Linked DNA regions of Mus musculus: regions 1 and 3 are each linked to region 2. A link is a contact called in public HiChIP or PLAC-seq data. All regions are on one chromosome and are shown on one strand. The core of a region is the stretch at or near the end of the contact, and the rest is flanking DNA. Distances in the headings are between cores, read along the strand shown.

The links. HiChIP or PLAC-seq counts read pairs in DNA pulled down with a chosen protein or histone mark.
Region 1: an HNF4G HiChIP or PLAC-seq map of pancreatic cancer cells shows a contact between it and region 2. The contact joins two enhancer-like sites. A contact is called at or near these places in 12 of 39 promoter capture datasets (3T3-L1-derived adipocytes, the C10 cell line, the HPC-7 cell line and 9 more), 45 of 484 Hi-C or Micro-C datasets (B cells, the BV-2 cell line, the C2C12 cell line and 31 more), 6 of 115 datasets of contacts at active chromatin or transcription factors (bone marrow-derived dendritic cells, cardiomyocytes, embryonic basal ganglia and 2 more) and 1 of 9 other capture datasets (liver).
Region 3: an HNF4G HiChIP or PLAC-seq map of pancreatic cancer cells shows a contact between it and region 2. The contact joins two enhancer-like sites. A contact is called at or near these places in 1 of 39 promoter capture datasets (embryonic stem cells) and 3 of 115 datasets of contacts at active chromatin or transcription factors (cardiomyocytes, embryonic basal ganglia and pancreatic cancer cells).

What each region holds. Positions count from the first base shown.
Region 1 is chr4:12,016,260-12,018,959 of GRCm38.p6, forward strand. No RefSeq gene overlaps it. Among named protein-coding and RNA genes, the nearest start is that of Gm46844, 3.6 kb to the left of the region's middle. Within about 2 kb of position 1,357, at least 35 of the 459 cell types and tissues checked have an H3K27ac peak or open chromatin away from gene starts, as enhancers often do. A contact at or near this core is called in pancreatic cancer cells, where this site is marked.
Region 2 is chr4:11,647,229-11,649,928 of GRCm38.p6, forward strand. It overlaps the pseudogene Gm11833. Among named protein-coding and RNA genes, the nearest start is that of Gm35884, 28 kb to the right of the region's middle. Within about 2 kb of position 1,358, at least 3 of the 459 cell types and tissues checked have an H3K27ac peak or open chromatin away from gene starts, as enhancers often do. A contact at or near this core is called in pancreatic cancer cells, where this site is marked.
Region 3 is chr4:11,989,482-11,992,181 of GRCm38.p6, forward strand. The region is part of intron 4 of 1700123M08Rik (RIKEN cDNA 1700123M08 gene); the gene reads left to right. Among named protein-coding and RNA genes, the nearest start is that of Gm52722, 4.4 kb to the right of the region's middle. Within about 2 kb of position 1,255, at least 163 of the 459 cell types and tissues checked have an H3K27ac peak or open chromatin away from gene starts, as enhancers often do. A contact at or near this core is called in pancreatic cancer cells, where this site is marked.

The sequences.
Region 1 (2,700 bases), core at 107-2,606, 370 kb after region 2:
GTTTTCATATGAAGTTTGTAAAGAACATGTTTATATAACAATGCATAGCTGCATCAAACACATACACACTTCATTTCATTTCATGTTTGAAGTAAAGTATTTTAAATGCTATTTAAGAATGGAGGCTTCCCCATAGGGGAAGGACATTCTCTTTGGCCTGTTTATCTGAGACTCTGGAGCCTGTCTCTCCCAGAACTCTTGTACACTGGGTGTAGCCTGGGACTTGCTCTGTCCCGTGGAGTATGTTCAGAATGAGGTACTTTCCTTCCTCTGTCCCTTTGAAAGTTCTGTGTGACTCTGTTTCCTGAGTGACACAGGATTCAAACAGTCCCCTAAAGAGAGTCAAAGTCACAAAACAAGTGGCCACATGCCAATCATATATGTGCATGTGACTGTGAACTTTGAGAAGTTAAGAAATAAAATTTCATTATCTTAAGTCAATAAAGTTTGAATATTTATGTCTAGTGGCTCTCAATACATTGTCCATTGCCTGTTCTTTTATCTTTGCCCCCTTTCTTGTTCCTATTATTTCTCAGTGTGTGTGTGTTGTGTTGTGTGCATGTGCGTGTGTGTGTGTGTGTGTGTGTGTGTGTGTCTGTGTGTCTGTGTGTCTGTGTGTGTGTGTGTGTATGTTAGCCAGAGGTTTATACTAAGTGTCTCCCCTTATCTTTCGGTTGAGTTACACTGATGGATAGTGAGCTCTGGGGATCCACCAGTCTCCACATCCCTGGGGTTAGACTTACAGATGTATGCCAGTGTGCCTAGCTCTTAAATGGGTGCTGTGGATCTGACTCAGGTTCAAATATTTTCATAGTAAGCATTTACCCATGGAATCATCCCCCTAGCCTGTAGTTCTGTCTCCGTGACTAAATTAAGGTGTCTGTAGGTGGACGTAGGAATAAAGCCTTCACTATGTTGAAATGACAATCAGACTTGATTAATTAGGAGAAAAAGTTTAACCAATTCAACTTTTCCAGAATCTTGCAATTTGAATACTTAAGATAATTTTTGTTGAACAACCGTTTGAGTAGAAAGTAACCATCTAAGTCCCATGTGATTAATTCTCTTTGGGAACTTTGACAAATATGGTTATCTCCACACTAATGACTCAGCAGATGTGTACATGACAACTCTTTGCCGATACACATTAACACCATTGTACACAGACTTGCAGATCAATATTAGCCAGAGCACTCAGCTGACCCTGGGTGGCTGTATGGCTTCTGGACACGGTAGCCTGCTGTCTAGCTGCTGGGAAAGACATCTGAATGGGAAAGGCTCAGAACAGATTATGACTAGCTGAGACTTCCAAAAGAATTCACGGTTCAAGAGTGCTTTAAAGAGCAAACAACCCTCCCAGCTAAAGTTAGGGACTGACCTTGCTTGAGACCTTGTAACCACATTCTTTCAGCTCTGGTGTGGTAGTTAACCCTTTCTTCTCCTTGCCATTTTCTCCTCCCCATAGATGGTAGCTCTGAAACTGGATTCAAGGGAACCCCATCCCAAGGCTACGTCAAAAAATGGGCCCCATGAACTCATTCTGGATTGAACCAGAAAAAGCCAATTTTGTTTCGCTTTGCAAATTGTGTTTTGACATAGGGATTTGCTTTCCTTTGAGAGTGGGTACACCCACCCCCATGGCCTTACAGATTTCACTCCATAGAGTTAGGTTTCATAAGAAGGCCACATCAACTCCTAGTTTTAGCCTCACAAACGCCCAATGCTGTCCTTATCTGAATTCAGAGCACATTACTTCCTGAGCCCCCACACACAGGCCCACTCACATTCTCCCATCTTCGCTTGCTGGATGTCTCATACACACCTCCTCGGAGTATTCCTGGAATAAATCACATCACCATGCCTACTCTTCTTTCCTAATTGATGACATCACCACCTTCCTGATGATTCAGCACAACGCTCTGAACCCCACCGAACTCTCTTATCTACTTTGCCCACGTTCAGTCAGTTCTGTCTGTGAGCTGTCCTACTTACCTCTAAATGGTCTTCCTCTCCATCCCTACTGCCCCTGGCTTGGTGTGGGACCTGCTCATCAATCTTCGCCCACCATTACAAGACTCCAATCAACTCTCCTAGCAATCTGTGGCATGGCCACCCTGACCATTCTCTAAACCACAATAGAAATCATAACAGTTGCTACTTGGTTGCAACTTTGTAGCCAACAAACCGCTTTCTTGTACATTCTCACACTTAGATCTCATAATATTCTATCTCAAGCTTTCTTTTAATAGGATATTTTGTTAATTTTTGAGATTTCCATTTAATGTATTTTGATCATATTCACCTTCTACCCCCCTCCCAGCTAATTCCCCCAGACTGCAGCGCACACTTCCCACATCCCACCCTACCCAGGCTGCTAGCTGTTCTCTTGCTCTCTTTTTTAAAATAACCTACCAAGTCAATTTGTGCCAGGCCTCCACTGGAATGTGGTCTGCCTACCAGGGGCCTCCCTGACTTCCCCTCCTCCGCAGATTGGAGTGAGAACTCATGAGGCCCTCCCCAGCTCTGTGCTACAATGTCTGCTGGCTTAGTCTTGGGCAGGTCTTGTACAGGCAACCACAGTGCTGTGTGTGTTCATAAATACAGACCCTGTCATGTCCTGAAAACACTTTTGCTCTGGTCCTCCTCAGCTTTTGGCTCTTGCAATCCCTTTGCCCCTCTTCTCTGATGGTCCCTGAGACA
Region 2 (2,700 bases), core at 108-2,607:
TCATTTGGAGGGTGAATTCATCATGGTAAGAATGGCCACTTGGGGAGTGAGTCAGCCTTCTGGTATTTTCTGGATCAATATCAATCCTGAGAGCATGGAGAGTTGCTTTGAGATGGGGTCTCACTGCATAGTCCTGGCTGACCACGAACTCACTATGTAGACCCGGCTGGCTTTGAAATCACAGAGGCAGAAATCAACTGCTTCTGCCTCCAGAGTGCTGGGATTAAAGGCATGCACCATCATGCCTGCACTGTTTTTGAGTCAGTCATATGTAGCCCAGGCTAGCCTCAAACTCACTATGTAGCTGAGGTTGACTTTGAATTCCCGAATCTCCTGCCTCTACCTCCCAAGTGATGGGAAAGGATTTTTTTTTTTTTTTTAAATCTTGGCACTGACCCCTTGGGTCACAAGTCTAAGAAGCTATTTAATTAGTCTCAACTTGCCCAAACAGTTAAGACTGAGGCTGACCCATTAATAGCTTGTTTTACTAGGACAGGTTACTCAGCTAACAGAAGGGCATGCTTCTGAGATGATGTGTGTGTCTAGACCCAGCTGTGATGAGCTTCTAGTTTGAGTGTTGGGAAGAGTTGGCCATGGGAGAGGGGGCTTTGTGAGCCATAGCTACTGCTCTCCCATGGCTAGAAGTGCTGAATGAAAAGCTCCAACAGAGGAGTGGGGGAAACTTTAAAGCATTTGGAATGCTGGAGTTTGCACCTACTGTTTGGATATTCCAGGCAAGTGCTACCATTGAGGCACACTCCCAGCCTGAAGCTATTTACCAATATATATTCTACTCAGAAGAGGGTCTTGTGTAACTAATAGTTTAGGTTTAGGCAGTTCGAATTGATGTCTTACTGAGGCCACCTGCCATGCTTTAACACCTCTCTACAGTTTGAGCAAGTAGAGTCCAACAGGATAATCATTACCAACAGTCTCCAGGATGATGGCCCAGGGTGAGCAGGAGTAGAAGGTCAGTAAAGATCAACCATGACGAGAAAGGTGCTTCAGGTACCCAGCCAGACCCAGGTGAACTTTTCATCACCATAGTGGACAAACTGGTTTCTGTTCATTCATTGTGGAGCAAGTGCTTGTGTTATTGTTCTGCCGAGTTCGGCAGCGGTGGGTGATGTACAGACATCATGCCTCTGGCTCTAGTCACAGAAACGCTAGAAGGACTCCTGGAGGATTATTTTTTGGAGATTTTAAAAGTTTGAATCTTTATATTTTCTCCACATTTCACTCTTTGCCGCTCTCATTTTTCATTCCTTTATCTTCTAATAAAGGCAATAAAAGTATTAGGTTTGGGGTGGGGGAAGAGAGAGATGGCAAATCAATAAAGGCCACTTGCTGCTTGTCAGCTTAGTCATCGGAAAGGAGGGAGGCTCGATTGAGAAAGTGCTTCCCACAAGATCTGGCTGTAGGTAAGCTTGTAGGGTGTTTTTTTTAATTAATAACTTATGGGGGGAGGGCCCAGTCCATTGTGGGTGCTTTTATTCTTGGGCTGGTGGTTCTGGGTTCTCTAACAAAGCAGGCTGAGGAAGCTATGAGGAGCAAGCCAGTAAACAGCACCTCTCCATGGCCTCTGTCTGCATCAGCCTCTCTCCAGGTTCCGGCCACGTGTGAGTTCCTGTCCTGACGTCCTTCGATGATGAACTGTGCTATGGAAGCATAAGCTGAATAAACCTTTTCTCCCCCGAGTTGCTTTGGTCATGGTGTTTCATCACAACAATAGAAGCCCTAACTAAGACAAGTTGGTTTCAGGATAGTGGAGTATTGCTGACCATGTTTTGGGGAGGACTGTGGAAGGACTTTGAAACTTTGGGCTAGAAGATCCATTGGCTGTTCAAAGCTTGGCGAGCTGTTCTATAGGAGCTTGGAAGACAGGAAGGCTGAGACCCAGCTTTTGATGTTTCGGGGAGGTGTAAGGATTCTATTGGGGTCATTCGTTATTCTGAATTAAGGTTCTGTGGTTTTGGGTAATTGAGGCTGAAGAATCTCTCATGATTAGCCAGCAAGACATCAGAGCTACTGACATGAAACCTCTGCTTTGCTGGGACCCTTGGTGCTGGTTAGCTGAGCTGAAGGTGATTAAGAAGGTGACATCTTCTGGGAAGTGTTTCCTGAGAGTCAGCACACAGAGGTGGCCAAGGTTGTACCTTATGCTAGCAGCCAGACTTGGCAGTTTAAGGGTCACCCAGTGTAAGTGGTACTGGTTAAGAAGGCATGAAGGGGTCATAGAGAGCATCTGAGACTGGCCATGTGAGAGGCCAGGAGAGGCCATTGGTGAGAACCTCAGTAGCAGTTGAAGGCCCAGGTCTGAAGGAGTCATGCTGAGATGCAGTGCACCTATGACAAATCAGCTAAACTCGATGCATCTCCATCATCCATTCTTTTCCACGAATAAGGTGCCTCTGAGCCTTTTTTGTTGTTATGACAAAATCTTGGGAAATGGAGCCTGTATTTCTTGCTTTTCTCTCACATCTTCTCATTAAAGAGAACTTCGGTCAAAACAAGGGGACCCATGGCTTTACATCCAGTTTTTCAGCTTCATTGACAATTTATCAGATGAATAAATAACGCTGTCTTCTTATCCAACAGGATGTTTTCATGCCCTTCTACAGTTCTTGCCAAATCCTAGCTGAGTGTCAGGCATTTTGCATGGTCACTGGATTTATCCACTCTGCACCTCAGTTGTATCGC
Region 3 (2,700 bases), core at 5-2,504, 340 kb after region 2:
AAGTTAGAAAGTTGGAAGGAAGTGAAAGTAGATTAAGTAATAGGTGAGTAAACACAGGTTTACAATGGCATAAGCCAAGTCTTTGCATAAAGACTCATTGAGCCACTTTGCATACTGGGTCTCTGACTTCTAGCCAGCTATCTACCCAACGCATATCATTAATGCTAATAACAGCACACCTTCATTAGCTGCTACTGTGGGAACAAGGAGTATGTGTGAGGCATTGAGCTAGGCAGTTTGCATATATCTCTTCATTTAACTCAGAGGAGAAAAAGAAAAGTCTGTGTTCACTGTTCCCCAAAGTTAAGGTGGTCATGTTTACATTAGCCTGCAGAATGGAGAATAAGAATTGGTCTGAAGGTGTTGTGGCTATCCATGTGTACATACAAAATTGCAATTATGTATTTTTTAAAATGAAGGATGAAATCACTTGACCTCAAACCTCAGAGTGTCCCAATAAAACTGACCCACAAAACTCCTGCTGAAGTCCAGCCTGGCTTTACACCGATGGGTTAACAGAGAGAGGCCACAAGGCTTCAAAGCCCTTCCTCATACCAAGCTTTTTAATGGATGAGTCATAGGAGAAACCTGCAGCTTTGGGCCACAGTGGAAATAACTCATTTCCCCAGTTGCTCAGCAGCAAAACATCAAGGCCAACTGCCTGTACGGTCTAATGGTGTCAAGCACTTTCTTTTCTGGTCTTTGCATTGCTTTTAACATAATGAAACCAACTTTTGTTATCCCCTCTGGAGTTTCATTCTTAAGATCCTATATTTAGGTGTTTTCTCCTCTTGCTTAATAGGAGTCAGGATAAGAAACTCACCAGGCCTAAACTGTCAACTGCCAAAAATAAATCTGTTTTCCCTTTTAATCTTCGCATTAGATTTTGCCAAGCTTCATTACAAAACATGACTAACTACTCTATGGTTTTCACACTGTATGAGCTACAGAGCTTGACTTTCAAAACCCTGAGTGTGTGTTTAGTCATCATTGAAAAAAAAGAGCAGAGAATATTCTCTTGAACTTCTATCCTGTTTAAAATGTTAATTTCACATTAAACCATGCCATCAATGGATACTGATATCATGGGAATCAATGAACCTAGAAGTACCAGGCAGAATACGTATGTTCTGGAACTTTCTCCAGTATGAAATCACGCAAGGCTCTTCAGGCCTTTCAGTGTAACTGTTTCCTCCAGATTGAAACTTCCCTTCCTGGAGGAAATGGGGAGTGGCTCAGAGGACGCGGAAGGCTTGGAAAGTTACAAGATTTGTGAGACTCCTTCCCAAGTTGATATTGCTGGGGTGGGGTGAGGGCTGGGTGGAGGCCTGTAAGACTCTTTTTTTCAGTGCAGCTGCAGCATGTTGGGCAGGGGGCTCTCAGGGATACACTTTTCCTGAGTCATCACCCATGCTGGGGTGATCTTTTCAATGCTGTGGCTGCTTGTGTGCCACCCCTACCCCTGTGGATAACCCCAATAAACTGACTGGGTCAACATAGACCTTGGTAAAATCCTTTCTTTGATCACTCATTGGCACCGTATCTGGAATGAATGAACATTGCAGACCTCTCACGAGGAAAAGTCACACAACAAAGCCCAGTTAGAAACTGATAAGAACTTTTACAAAAATAAATTTTATGAAAACAAGGCCACAGTGTATATGGTTGCTAGGAAAGACAACATGTTTACTAAACAAGACATCTCTGCTGCTTAGTTTTTGTTGACTTGATACAACCCAGGGTCATCTGAGAAGAAGGAACCTCAGTTGAGAAAATGTATCCATTAGACTGACTTTGAGGCAAATCTGTGGGACATTGGTTAGATTGCTGAGGAGTAGCCCAGTAAGGGTGACACCATCCCTGGACAGGTGGGCCTCAGCAAGGCCCATTCCTTCATGGCCTCTGCTTTATTTACTTTCTGCTTCTAGGTTCCTGCCCTGACTTCTCTCAGTGATGGACTGTGATACAATAGACACGTTCCTTCCCCAAATTGCATTTGGTCATCATATTTTATCATATCAGTAAAACCCTAAGTAGGACAACATCTAAAGAGAAGTCTGCCTTGGGGGATGTAGTACAGCTTCAATCTGTTTCCTTTGTGCCTTGCATCTTTTTACCACACCTTCATGTTCCTACTTATATTCAGAATTCCAGCACTCAGGGCCCGAATTCCTCTTATTTGCTAGATCCCTGGGGTCCAAAGCTGAAACTGTGAAGCCTTCTATCTAGTGATAGAAATAGGTGCCATGAAAAGATTCATTCCTGCCACAATGGAGAACACTCTTTCATACAGAATGGAGCATAACTGGGGCTGTATAACTTTGGGGATGGACATGTTGATGAAGTGACACTTAAGATGGATTTCAAATGCTTGCTAGCACTTATCCAGCCAGAGAGAGAATGGGGAAGGGCACAGCAGAGAATGGAGATGGTTGGTGCAAGAGGTACAAATGTCTGAGGGATGGGGTGTCTTTAGCATGGTGATAGTGGTAAAGAGGGGACTAAGAAAAAGAAGAAAGTCAAACCAGATGCTGAATGCAAATTTCAAAAGGTCTGTAGTTCTAAGATACGGATTGTGGATCATGGAGAAGCAGGGACTAGAAGGGTCTCAAGGGAGTTCCTGGTCTGCCTAGATACTTGTTGGAAAGGCAACTTAGCTAGACAGGAGGCGGCATTAGTTTACTCCAGTGCATGAGGGTT